3 separate regions of the Sus scrofa genome follow, and all the other regions are linked to region 2. Evidence: chromatin contacts called from public targeted proximity ligation data. All regions are on one chromosome and are shown on one strand. The core of a region is the stretch at or near the end of the contact, and the rest is flanking DNA. Distances in the headings are between cores, read along the strand shown. Region 1 overlaps HIP1 (huntingtin-interacting protein 1). Region 2 overlaps RHBDD2 (rhomboid domain-containing protein 2). Region 3 overlaps HIP1 (huntingtin-interacting protein 1).

Region 1 (4,696 bases), core at 1,844-4,343, 150 kb before region 2:
CGCTTTGCCTCTGTTCAGGCGTTCATGCCAAGCCTGAGTTTCTCCTCCTGCACGTAGGATAATGCCTTCTCTTGGGGGGCTCGGGGGTGGGGGGTGCATGCAAATGGAGCCCACAGCACAGGCACAGGGGGTGCTTGGTAATGCTAGTTGACGCTGAAATCACTTAGCCTGCTGTGATGGCTAATTTTGGGTGCCAACTTGACTAGGTCCCAGGGTGCCCACAGAGTTGGCTGAACCTTATTTCTGGGTGTGCTGGCTGACCCTCTGAGGGCAGGAACCTGGTCTCATTCCAAGCGCAGCCCAGGGCAAGGAGCTCTTCTAAACTTCAGGTGAGACCTTGAAGCACATGTGCAGGAAAAATTCTGCCGTTGCTAAATAAACTGACATTGCTGGGAGTGACAATCCCTTTAATAAACATGTTCATGTTCTAGGGAAAAGCCAGGTAAATAACAAATAAATGTCAATTGCCTTCACTAGGATACAGGCTCTGAGAAATAAATGTTTGGGAGAAACACAAACCGTGACCTCATCAGGCTGAGGAATTTCTGCTTCTCCTGCTGGGGTCACCTCTGCTCTGAGAATCCCGCTGGCAATGAAACACCTGATGAGGCTATTGCCACAGCTGTCAGGAGCACCCCCAAAACACACACACACACCCCCACACACCCCCCATACCCCAAGCCTCCCACACAGCACTAGTAGCACAATCTAAAGCCTTTACTCTCTGTAAGCCACAGTTTCTGTCTACAAAATGGGTATAAAAACCATGGCTCAGAGGTTGTTATAAGGATCAAGTGAAAAATAACGTGTGCAAAAGTACTCAGGAAATTATTAGGGCCCATAAAATTTCCCAAGCTCCAAAAAAGTCCCTTTATTGCTTGGTTTATTAATAAATCATAAAACCTGTCCTTGTGGGGATAACTGGTTTCATCGCCTATGGTCTCTTGCCAATTCTTGCCTCGTCAACCTTGCCGCTCCTTCCTTTGCCTGGCTTCCAGGATCTGGCTCAACTAGTGTCCTGCAAGAGCAAGGACTCGGGCTCTAGCCTGCCAAGCTGCGTGAACTAGGCTGAAGCCCTGCCTTTCCCCGGGGCCTGTTTTCTGGAGCTGGTCAAGGGTGGTAGAGACAATGCAGTGAGATGACTGGTATCCAGGGCACGGATGTGTGCTCAGTGGCCATTAGGTTTGGGGTGCTGAGGGGCAGAGCTCAGTGACCAAACCAGATAAGCGGATCTCTGTCTCCCAGGGGGGCCAAATTGGGCCTGAGTGTCACCTAGCAACATTCCTAGTGAGATCTGGTATTGCAGAGAGCCTGGTGACAGTCCCCTGACTCCCACCCCAAACTCCTGCAAGAAGAGGCGTAGAGGCCACAGCTCCCTCATTTTTCCTGGGAGCAGCAGTGAGGGGAGTATCTGGAATCTTTTCTCTCTCCTTGCTTCATGCAGAAACTCCCCCAAGGTTCCCCTGGTGGCATTTCAACCCGCTTGACTTGCCGAGCACCTGGTTATTATTTGGTCTACATTTTCAAATCTACTTTTCTCCTTAAAGCTTGATATACCTCCTTAAAATAAACCTCTCCACCAACATCTCTTGCTGTTTTTCGTTTTTTTTTTTTTTGTTTGTTTATTTGTTTTTTAGGGCTGCACCTGTGGCACATGGAGGTTCCCAGGTTAGCGGTCTGATGGGAACTTCAGCCGCTGGCCTATGCCACAGCCACAGCAACACGGGATCTGAGCCACATCTGCGACCTACACCACAGCTCACGGCAACACCAGATCCTTAACCTACTGAGCGAGGCCAGGGATTGAACCCGCAACCTTATGGTTCCTCATCGGATTCGTTAACCACTGAGCCATGACGGGAACTTCTCTTGCTGTGTTTTTAAAAAGCCTAAATTTGGTACCAAAAGCATGGGAAGGGACTTAGGGCTCTTGGGGCTTGTTCTTGGATCTCTAGGCAGGTTGGTGAGGTCAGGCCCTTTTTCTCTCTCTTGCTCACAGCTGAATCTCAGCCTCCGGGACACTGCCTGGCACAGAGCAGGGCCTCAGTAGATAGCGGCTGGATGTAGGCATGGATGCCCATAAGACATCAGTTCACAGTTGTGCCAGGCTCTAATCTGGGTGCAGGGCACACATGGGACTCTGCGATCCCCAGTGAGTGAGTGCCTTTGACTTTAGCAAAGGGCTTTTATGCCCAGATCTCATGTCTCAGCACCCTGTGAAGCAGAAGTGCAAGAGCCTTTTACAGATGAGCTAAACAAGACACACAGAAACGAAGGGCTCATCTAAGAAACAGAACTTGGGTCACTTGTTGGGCTCACGCACCAATGTTATGGCTACAGGCTCTTCCCATTGCTTCTACCTGTCCTGTTATACAGTCTCAATCTTTCACTGGTCTGGAGTTCATCGTCCATCCACCCACCCAACCAGGCCAACCTTCACTTGGTACCACCATGTGCCAGGTTCTGTGCTCCAGGGGGAGAGGGGAATGTGGACAGAAGAATGTAAAAATGGAGTAAGACCAGGATTTGGCAACTGCTCTATTAAAAAATGAAGGAAATGGACATCTCCTCTGTGGCCACTGTGGAAAAGAATTAACATAGAATTACCATGGGACACAGCAGTTCCTCTTCCGGGTATACACCCGAGAGAATTAAGTACAGGAACTCAGGAGCTCCCACTGTGGCTCAGTGATAATGAACCTGACTCGTATCCATGAGGAAGCAGGTTTGACCCCTGGTCTTGCTCAGTGGGTTAAGGAGCTATTGTCAGGAGCTGTGGTATAGGGATCCCACAGTGCTATGGTTGTGGTGTAGACCAGCAGCTATAGCTCCAATTCAATCCCTAGGCTGAGAACTTCTACATGCTATAGGTGTAGCCAAAAAACAAACCAACAAATAAGCCCCCAAACCCAGGAACTCAAACCGAAAGGCATGTGCCAATGTTCAGAGCAGCATTACTCCCATTAGCCAAAAGGCGGAAACAACCCAAGTGCCCATCAACAGATGAACAGGTAAATAATACGGAATATATCTGTGCAATGGAGTACTCTTCCGCTGTACAAAGAAAGGAAGTTCTGATATATGATGCAACATGGATGAATCTTGTAAACTTATGCTGAGTGAAATTAGCTAGACACAAAGGAAAATTATCGTGTGATTCTACTCACATGAAATCTAGACTATGTCAATTCACAGACACACAAAGTAGGGTAAATGCTACAGGGGACAGGGTGAGAGGGGAAAAGGGAGCTATTGTGTAATGGGCGCAGAGTTTCTGTTCTATTTGGACTGATGAAAAATTTCAGAAATAGTGACGCCTGCTGTACAACATTATGAATGTGCTTAATGCCACTGAACTGTATGCTTAAAACTGGTTAAAATGGGGAGTTCCCGTCGTGGCGCAGTGGTTAACGAATCCGACTAGGAACCATGAGGTTGCGGGTTCGGTCCCTGCCCTTGCTCAGTGGGTTAAGGATCCGGCGTTGCATTGAGCTGTGGTGTAGGTTGCAGACGCGGCTCGGATCCCGCGTTGCTGTGGCTCTGGTGTAGGCCGGTGGCTACAGCTCCGATTAGACCCCTAGCCTGGGAACCTCCATATGCCGCGGGAGCAGCCCAAGAAATAGCAACAACAACAACAAAAAGACAAAAGACAAAAAAAAAAAAAAAAAACCTGTTAAAATGGGATGTTTTATGATTATATATACATATATATATCTTCACAATTTTTTAAAAAAGGACAAACATATTCAAAACATCATTGCAGTAGTATCGGATTATACATATGGAGCAGTGCAACAGAACAGCAAGTCCAAAAACTAAGAAGACTATTCGGATGATATCAATGCCTGGAGATAGGGGGTGGGGGGAGGGGTAGGAGCCAAAGGTAAAAAGCAGAGCTACAAAATCTGTTTCTACCTTGAGCAATGAGACGACCTTCTTATGCAAGACATGAAATGATGACACCATAAAAGAAAACATTTTTCAAATGGTGGTATAGTCTTTGAACTGGACAAACTGGCAGGATCTAATAAAATTTCAAATACACATAAATACACACATCCTCTAACTCCTGGGCGTCTGTCCTAGAGAGATGCTCCCACGAGCCATGTTCAAGGGCATTTCCTAAAGTACTGTTCCCAAGGGAAAGCAAAAACAGCTTTAGTATCCCCACAATAGCAGAAAGTTGAAACAAACCAGGGCAGTTTAACTCTAAGGACTACTATGCAGCGATTTAAAAGAGTGAGGTTGATCTAAAAATGCTAACAGAAAAGAACCTTGGGAAAAGAAAGAAAGAAGGAAAGAAGGAAGAAAAGAAATATAAGGGAAAGAAAGAAAGAGTTCCTACCCCGGCATAGCGGAAATGAAACTGACTAGTATCCATGAGGCTGTGGGTTCGACCCCTGGCCTCACTCAATGGATCAGGGATCCGGCATTGCCGTGAGCTGTGGTGTAGGTCGCAGACGCAGCTCAGATCTGGCACTGCTGTGGCTGTGGTACAGTCCAGCAGCTGTAGCTCCAATTCAACCTCTAGCCTGGGAACTTCCATATGCTGTGGGTGCAGCCATAAAAAGCAAAAATAAAATTTAAAAAAAAGAAAGAAAGAGAGAGGGAGGGAGAGAGGAGGAAGGAAAGAAAGAAAAAGGACACCCAGGATCCCTCCAAACGGACTGGCTCACTGGCTTACCAGCCTCTTCCC
Region 2 (4,739 bases), core at 1,653-4,152:
CAGGATCCGAGCCGCGTCTGCAACCTACACCACAGCTCACGGCAACGCCGGATCGTTAACCCACTGAGTGAGGCCAGGGATCGAACCCGCAACCTCATGGTTCCTAGTTGGATTCGTTAACCACTGTGCCACCACGGGAACTCTGAAAGGAGGAATTTTAGCGAAAAAGGAAAACAGTGTGATGAAGCCACAGGCAGAAAACTGTATGGAACCATGAATGGACAACTTCGAAGACCAGGGGTTGAGCCCAAGCCACAAAATAACATCGGTCATTTGCACGGTATTGCCGTGAACCTACACAAACGTTCAGTTTATTCCGACACTTCGTATTTTGCAATAAAGCCCTTTTAATTTTGTGACTCAGGTTTCCTGTGTCTGTGTGTCCTTCTCAATGTCCCGCTTTGATTCTTTGTTATTTAGTCTTTTATAACAAAATTGCTCTATGGCCAATTAGTTCTGCGGGAAGAAGTGTCTGCAGCAAAATGCTTGTGGCAAAGATATTTATGGCAAAGAGATTATGGGAAAATACCAGACCGGGGATTTCCCCATTCTGGACACTTCATATAAATAGAATGAATGGCCTTTCGTGACTGATTTCTCTCACTTAGCTTAATTTTCTCAAGGTTCATTAATGTCGTAACATGTGTCAGGCCTTTGTTCTTTTTTATGGCTGAATAATGTTTTGTTTATGGATCGACCACTTTGTTCATCCACTTATCGGTGACGAAACCCTTGGTGTTTCAACATCATGGCTGTTGTGCATCGTGTGCTATGAACATGCTTTCTAGTACACGCTTTCGTGTGGCTGTGTTTTCACTTGGCTTGGTGGATAACACAGTTTTATTTTTATTATTTTAAATGATTTTTACGTTTTCCACTGTCGTTGGTTTACAGCGTTCTATCAGTTTTCCGCTGTACAGCAGGGTGACCCAGTCTCACATCCATAATATATACATTCCTTCTCTCACATTATCTTCCACCACGCTCCATCATAAGTGACTAGACATAGTTCCCAGGGCTATGCAGCCGGAGCTCATTGCTTCTCCATTCCAAAGGCAAGAGTTTGCATCTACGAACCCTTTTCTGTGGAAAGGTTCATTTGCACGGTGTATTGGATTCCAGGTATAAGTGATATCATATGGTATTTGTCTTTCTCTTTCTGACTGACTTCACTTAGAGTCTCTAGTTCCTCCATAGTTGCTGCAACTGGCACGATTTTGTGTTTTTTTATGGCTGAGTAGTATTCCACTGTGTATATACACCACATCTTACTCCCTTCATCTGTCGATGGACATTTAAGTTGTTTCCGTGTCTTGGCTACTGTGACTAGTGCTTCAGTGAACATGCAAGTACATGTGTCTTTTTCAAGGAAAGTTTTGTCTGGATAGATGCCCAAGATTGGAATTGCTGGGTCATACGGTAGTTCTACGTATAGTTTTCTAAGGTACCGCCATACTGTTTTCCATCGTGGTTGTACCAATTTACATTCCCACAAGCAATGTAGGAGGGTTCCCTTTTCTCCACACCCCCTCCAGCATTGGTCATTTGTGGACTTATTAATGATGGCCATTCTGACTGGTGTGAGGTGGTACCTCATGGTAGCTTTGATTTGTGTTTCTCTAATAATCAGGGATGTTAAGGGTTTTTTCATGTGCTTGTCACTATCTGTATATCTTCTTTGGAGAAATGTCTACTCAGGTCTTTGGCCCGTTTTTCAATGGGGTCGTTGGGTTTTTTGCATTGAGTTGTATGAGTTGTTTGTATATTTTAGAGATGAAGCCCTTGTCAGTTGAATCGTTTGAAACTATTTTCTCCCATTCTGTAAGTTGTCTTTTTGTGGTTTTTTTTGTTTGTTTGTTTTTTGTTTTTATGGTTTCCTTTGCTGAGCAAAAGCTTGTCAGTTTGATTAGGTCCCATTGGTATATTTTTGTTTTTATTTCGGTTGGATCACACAGTTTTAAATGTCAGCATGATATTGTGTGCAGCTGTATCACCCTGCACGGTAAAGGCACGACCATCTGACTGACAGTGGAGTGGATTTTTGGATTCTTTTTGCCATTACGAATAATGCTGTGATGCATGACGTCGCATGTGGAGCCTCGGTGGTATTTGGGATGCGTTTCTGTGTGAAGGCTGTTAACAAAGTGGATGGTGTTGAGCCGACAGTGAACAGGGGGTGGACCTTGACGCTGGAACCCACGCATTGCAATAACTTCAGCGTTTGCAGCACTTTACATTTTATGAAATACTTATCTCTCCCTCTCTCTCGATGATGCAAGAACAGCGTGCAATATCTAGCCAGAAGAAGAGGAGACAGGGGGTTCTGATTGCCACCTATTCATCCCCAAACGGCCAGCATTGGAAATGGAAGAGACTAGTTTCCTATGATTCCGCAGGAGAAGCTCTGCGCACTAGTGGCCAAGCCTGTTGGCTTTGGATGCATTCTCCTAGACCTTCCATCCAGAGGGCAGTCTCAGTGCTTCCGCCTGTGATTCAGAGCAGGACTTGAGGACTTCCTGTGAAGTAAAGAAGGGTTCCATCTGGGAAGAGGAATCCTCCACTCTTTAGCAAGAATGAGATTAATCTAAATTTAGGGTGTCAGCAGAGTTGAGGCTTACCACAGAGCTGATCTCGAGCAAAAAGGGAACATTTTGGTCTGGCCACTTGTGAAGGGATTGTGATGGGGGTGGTGTGTTTGTGTGTGCGTGTGGTGTGTGTGTGTGTGTGTGTGTGTGCGTGCGCGCGCGCTGAGAAATTCAGGGACAGCTGGGAAGGAGGCAGAGAAAATTGGGTCAAAGTGTGCAGGAAAAAATTGTTGGAACATGACAGAATGAGAGTTGTTTCTCTGGAAGTCCTAGGACGCGTTGACCTAAGCTGGCAGCTGGCAGCTGGCAGCTGGCAGCATCTCAGAAAGTGATCCACTGGGTTCCAATGTGTGATTGTGTCAGTGAAGCTCTCACTGAGAAATATGAACATCTGCTTGGCACTGGGCCATGGGACTGGAAGAGTGTTTGCCCTAAAGTTGCTTATGTTTGCTCAAAGAAAATGATTTTTTTTTTGTCTTTTGTCTTTTTAGGGCTGCACATGCAGCATATGGAGATTCCCAGGCTAGGGGTGGAATCAGAGCTACAAGCTGCCAGTCGACACCACAGCCACAGCAACGTGGGATCCAAGCCACGTCTGCGAACTACACCACAGCTCATGGCAACACCGGATCCTTAACCCACTGAGCGAGGCTAGGGATTGAACGCACAACGCCATGGTTCCCAGTCAGATTCATTCCCACTGAGCCACAACGGGAACTCCAGAAAATGTTTTTTAATATAATTTTTTTTTGTCTTTCGAGGGCTGTACCTGCGGCCTATGGAAGTTCCCAGGCTAGGGGTCAAATCAGAGCTGCACCTGCCGGCCTACGCCACAGCCACAGCAACATGGGATCCAAGTCGCATCTGCAACCTATAGCACAGCTCACGGCAGCGCTGGATCCTTAACCCACTGAGTGGGGCCAGGGATCAAACCTGCATCCTCAAGGATACTAGTCAGACTCATTTCCGCTAGGCCACGACAGGAATTCCTCAGGTGATAATTTTGACAAAGGTTTTGCCATTGTGCCACATGGACTGCCTTTTTTCTTTTTTTTCCCAATCCCCAGTGGCCCCAAAGCCAATGCCATTTATTTTTAGATTTTCATACTTCCAGATACAAATTTTGTCATCAGTCAGTGCTCACTATCACCACCCATGAATCTCGGGAGCTTAAAAAAATAAAGGCTATTTCTTGCTCCCTTTATGTGATGCTGTGGTTAGCCCCAGCTATGCTCACATGCCCCAGGCTGCAAGAGAAGAGAGAAGAGCACATCTGAACAAACCAGGCTCAGGACAGAGAAAAGGGACCGGGACAATGATGGAAGCATGCACTGGCTCTTAGGACATGTCTCCTCGCATGGTTCCTATTCAATAAATGCTCGAATCTGACTTTAGGGATGTAGGGGACATAGGCTTCTCACAGGGAAGAACAGTGACTATTTGTAACAATCGCACAATCTACCCCAGGGCCAATGAACAGAACTGTCGGTCTCACCTGAGTTCTGATCTGAGACATAAGACCAGGCAACATATGGATGTACTATTTTGCAGCCTAAAGGGGCTGAAATACTGCCTGAAAGCCAGACCCTAGGAGGCAGGGCTGGGATGACCCTGATGTTCTGATTCCCATGGATCTCCCCCCATCCCCACCCCCCACCCCGCCGTGAGGGGGCTTGAATGTCTCAATGCATCTGCATCCCTCCTCCCCAGGCGCCCCCTCCTCCCCAGGCGCCGGGGAGACCCATGCAGGGACTTTGCCTTTCCCCAGGCTGTGATTCCTTCCAGGTCACAAAGCAGACAGTGCAATTTAGCACCAGCAGCTGTAGCCCAGGACCAGGTCAGAGAGAGGCACAAGCCCTTCTCAAAAGACTCCCCAAATCTGCCCCAAGATGGAGCTAAGAGACTAAGGCGTGAACTGTGATCCCAGGCAGATGTGTCTGTTGCCTCTTCTGCAGGCGATCTTTTCACTCCCAAAGCATCCCCATGTGTGGGGGCGGAGCACGCTGCCGGGATGACCCGAGGGCCATTCCCCTGGGTTTCCCCCACCTCCTCCCACTCCCTCCAGGTTCTTGGCTTTCCTCCTTCTTCTTTCCAAAAGAATGCAAACCGACCTGTATCGTTCCCCGCCCCCACCCCCAGCCTACTCTCTTAAAT
Region 3 (4,630 bases), core at 694-3,193, 170 kb before region 2:
AAGAAAGAAAGAGACAAATACCATATGATATCTCTCATATGGAGAATCTAAAATGACACAAATGAAGCTATTTACAAAACAGAAACAGACCCACAGACATAGAAAACAAACTTAGGGTTACCAAAGGGGAAGGGAGGGGAGGAAGGGATAAATTAGGAGTTTGGGATTAACAGATACACACTACTTTATATAAACCAGATAGACGAGGCCCTACTGTATGGCACAGAAAACAATAATCAATATCTTGTATAAACTATACTAGAAAGGAATTAAAATATATATGTATGTATGACCGAATCACTTTGCTGTATCTGAAGCTAATGCGATATTGTAAATCAACAATACTTCAATTTATTTATTTATTTATTTACTTTTCAGGGCTGCACCACAGCATGTGGAAGTTCCCAGGCTAGGGGCTGAATCCAAGCTGTAGCTTCCAGCCTACACCATAGCAACATGGGAGCCGAGCCGCGTCTGTCACCTACACCACAGCTCACGGCACCGCCAGATCCTTAACCCACTGAGTGAGGCCAGAGATCGAACCCACATACTCATGGATCCTAGTGGGATTCATTTCTGCTGCACCACAAGGGGAACTCCCCTTATATTTCAATTTAAAAAACAGAAAAACAAACAACAACAACAAAAAAACAACCATGCAAAACTCGCTCCTGGGTTCTCACCCCTTCCTCCCTCAGCCACCCACCAGCCTTTTGGATTTCAATTTCCTTATCTAAACACAGACTCTATTCTCCATCTCAATTAGCTTCCTGTTGTAGTAGATCCCAGTTTCATTTGCAGGCCTTTTTCCAGGTGAAACCAAGCAGGACCCGGTGGGGCTCCTGGGCACAAGCTTTTTTTCTGTGTCCCCCACATCGTGTTTTTAGGGAATGAGCTTCGGCCTCCTTGACCTTCCCTGAGTTCCAAAGGGCAGGTTCAAACAGTTGCTGAAGGGAGGAACCAGAAACCACGGGGCGCAGTGCAGCTTTGGGGCAGGGTCCTGGTTCCTCCTTAAGGAATATGCATAATACCTTTGAGTGCTTCTGCAGAACCTAAAACCCCCAACAAAAGAAAACCTCAAGGAGGGCCTCCAGACCCAGTCCCGGGGCCACTAAACACCAACTCTGAAGAAGAATCAAAGCTTGCATCTGCCCTGATCCTTATCTGGGGCCCTATTTTCTGCCTCCTCAACTATAAAACCACTTTCTATTGCTTCCCAAAGGCGGGCACAGTCTTCAGGACATTAGCCTGCTGTGCCCTCCTTTGCCTGGCAAAGCAATGAAGCTATTTTTGTTTCTCCTTCACCCAAAACCCTGTTTCTGTGTTTCTCTTAGCACTGGTACACAAAGGCCGAGTTTTGGCAACCCATGTAACCCTTACAGTAACAGCCTATGGTAGCACCGCAGCTGCTAAGTCCATTGACTGGATGCGGAAACTGAGATACAAGAATGGTTAAGTGACTTATCCGGCTGGTCGTGATGCCTGATGACCTGGCTGGTAAACAGCAGAGGAACCAAGATCTCACTCCAAGTTTAGACCCACCCATGCCAGCTCCAACGCTCCAGGCCTGGGAAGGATCATTCTGACTCATTTCCCCTGAGAACACACAGGTCAATGTCAGGCCCCAGCTTCCAGGAACTGAAGTCCTTACTAACATGCAACCAAAGTCTAGGCTGCACTGATCTCAGGTCAGAGCCAAAGACAGGAGAGTGGAATGAGCAGGGCAGGACCCGGTTACCCTCGGTGTGGGGGATGTGGGGGGCATGGAATGCCCCAGCTGGCAGGCAGAAACTCTGATGGCTATTTCCAGCCCCGGACCCAGGGATTAATAATGAGCTGGGGTGGATTTGCTAAACAGTTTTCTAAAGTGGAGAGAGGGGTGGTTGCTAATTCTGGAGGTGGATTTCATCACCAGCTCCCAGGCTGTGATGTGACTTCCTCAGAAAGCAGAGCAGCCAGGAAATCTCACTTCTGTTTCCTGCGGGGTGACGGACAGCCCTTCCTCAGGGGAAGAGCCCAAGGTTCAAGAGACGTGTAGGGGTGTGGAGGGGGACACCCAAAAGGCCCAGGCAGGGTGAACCCCCACCGGGCACCCAGCCTGACCTCCTGCTGGTTTCTGGCTACCAGCTCCTGGTGGTCACGACCTCACTTTCTAAAGGACAGCTCCAACCTTGCCACACATGTCCAGGGGCTCATGGCTGTACCCCAAGCTTCAAGCCACCTTTGTAACCTAGACTACTCCCCCTCCCACAACCATCTCTGTTTAAGCCCTGCCTTTCTGCATTCAGTAAATTCATTCACCAAACAAATACTGAGCAGCCACGTCAAGTGCTGTAAGTTAACTTCCAGATGGGTAAGACCTAAGTCCTGGCTTCAAAGGGCACAATCGGGAGTTCCCATCATGGCTCAGCGGAAACGAATCTGACTGGTATCCATGAGGACGCAGGTTTGATCCCTGGCCTTTCTCGGTAGGTTAAGGATCTGGTGCTGCCGTGAAGCTGTGGTGGAGGTTGCAGACGCAGCTTGGATCTGCATTGCTGTGGCTGTGCCGTAGGCTGGCAGCTGTAGCTCTGATTCAACCCTAGCCTCAAAAGACAAAAAACAACCCCCTCCCCCAAAATAACAAAGGGCACCATCTAGGTGGGGGGAAAGATGTCAGCACTGCCACACCGCCAGGGAGAGGAAGGGCTGGTGGGTGGCTGCAGGGAGGCCGGGGGTGAGGATGTGACTAGGCTGAGGGTTCAGAGATGACCACCCTTCCCTGGACCCCGGGAGTCGGCCTGGAGAAGGGGCCTGCAGGGCCGTCCTGAGGAGAGACCAGCCCCAGGCACGGATGTGGGCCAGTGCCCAATGGCAGTGCTGCTGCAGAGCTGAAAAGGCATAGGGGAGGCTGGGAGCAAAGAGCCCAGGTTACAATGAAAGGGAAATGGAAGCGAGAACCGCCGTCCAAGCAACTTCCCCACAAGCACCACTCAGCTCAAAACCCATCAATAAGAAAAATTCTGAAAAGCCCAAATCTTAAAGCCCGAGTTATCAGAGGGTCAGGCAGTGACTGAGTAGACATCTTGATGAGTGTACAAGGCTCTCACCTCGACAGTGGAAAATGGATACAGCTTAATGTCTCTTAGTGGGTGAGTAACAGCGACGAAAACTTTCATCGGGCTCTACTCATCTGGAAATAGGAATTGCTAACAGCTGGTGAATGTGTGCCATGCGCCAGCCCTTGGTCTAGGCCTCCAACATACCTACTAATGCCTCTGCCTCCCCACAGCCCGTTATGGAAGATTCTGGGATTATCCCCACTACCCAAGGGGGAAAACCCTGGCTCAGGGAGCCTTGGTCACCTGCCCAGGTGAACAGGAAGGGAATACAGAATCTGTTTCTAGATCTAAGGTATGGTGAAAGCTAAAACACAAGTGTACAAAACTGCATTATGGCACGGCCCCATTTTGTTTCAATATGTGTGTTATCTGTCCACGTGTATATGCTTGTACGTGGTTGAAGACATGAACATTTGGCCATTTTTGACATATAAAAATGGCACTTTCATATGGTTCAGTGTAGTGTGAGTGCGTGTGTGCGCGTGTGTGTGTGTGTGTGTGTGTGTGTGTGTGTGTATGCTTATGTGCCCTGGAATAAACAAGTCTGTAAGGATCTATACCAAATTATTAGCAGCAGTTCTGGATGATGAGAGAATGCCTGCTCTTTGTTTTGTTGGTTTTTTTTTTTACACTTTTTCATATTTTCTTTAAACTAGCATAAGTTCAATATTTTCCTGTGAATTACCTGTGGATCCCAGCCGCCGATGACTACTGCGATGCGAGACGAAAATGTACCCAAAATGCAGGAGCCCCTCCCCCGCAACTACTGTCTCTGAGGCCAATGCACTCGTGGCTGTCTCTCTTGGGGAGCTGAGAAGCCAAGACAAAAAGCTGTCACAGAAGGAGCTCAGCGTTTGCTGACTCAGGGGACAATACTGACATATGTACAGGACAGAAAAAGGATGACAGCCAGGAGCCTGGCTGACAGCATGGGGAAAATTGCTGTCCGGCAGCGAAACTGCTGACCTGGATCTTTGAGCTAGCAGAGCTAAGGAGGCACTGACTTGGGAAGATTCTTTCCCAAAGAATCCAGCCTGGGAGAAATCCAGCAAAAGAAAGCTATTTTAGGTCCCAGCAAATGAGGCCGAACTCATGTTCCAAAGAGAGGTCATGATAGAACGTTAATGAAGGGCTCACTTCAAAAGAACCTTCCCCCACCCGTGCCACGCAGCTCCCACGCTTTTTCTGGCACCAGGGAGGGCCATCTCCAGGCCCTGAGACCAGAAGGAGGTGAAAGGCTGTTGGCCAGAAGGGCACACCCAGGGCTAACTGTTAAGTGGAGACTGCCTCACTCATGGGTCACCTGTTGATTGTTATTATTATTATTATTATTTGGTCTTTCTGTTTTTTAGGGCTGCGCTGTGGCATATGGACGTTCCCAGGCCAGGGTCAAATCAGAGCTGTAGCTGTCGGCCCACACCACAGCCACAGCAACTCGGGATTGAGCCGCATCTGCGACCTACACCACAGCTCACAGCAACGCCGGATCCTTAATCCACTGAGCGAGGACAGGGATCGAACCTGGGTCC

What was found.
Region 1: a contact with region 2 is called in a targeted proximity ligation map of alveolar macrophages. A contact is called at or near these places in 1 of 47 Hi-C or Micro-C datasets (embryonic fibroblasts) and 1 of 2 datasets of targeted methods (alveolar macrophages).
Region 3: a contact with region 2 is called in a targeted proximity ligation map of alveolar macrophages. A contact is called at or near these places in 1 of 47 Hi-C or Micro-C datasets (embryonic fibroblasts) and 1 of 2 datasets of targeted methods (alveolar macrophages).

Annotation. Positions count from the first base shown.
Region 1 is chr3:10,468,743-10,473,438 of Sscrofa11.1, reverse strand. The region is part of intron 1 of HIP1 (huntingtin-interacting protein 1); the gene reads right to left. Among named protein-coding and RNA genes, the nearest start is that of HIP1, 55 kb to the right of the region's middle.
Region 2 is chr3:10,321,459-10,326,197 of Sscrofa11.1, reverse strand. All of the region lies in intron 1 of RHBDD2 (rhomboid domain-containing protein 2), which reads left to right. Among named protein-coding and RNA genes, the nearest start is that of RHBDD2, 5.8 kb to the left of the region's middle.
Region 3 is chr3:10,493,749-10,498,378 of Sscrofa11.1, reverse strand. All of the region lies in intron 1 of HIP1 (huntingtin-interacting protein 1), which reads right to left. Among named protein-coding and RNA genes, the nearest start is that of HIP1, 80 kb to the right of the region's middle.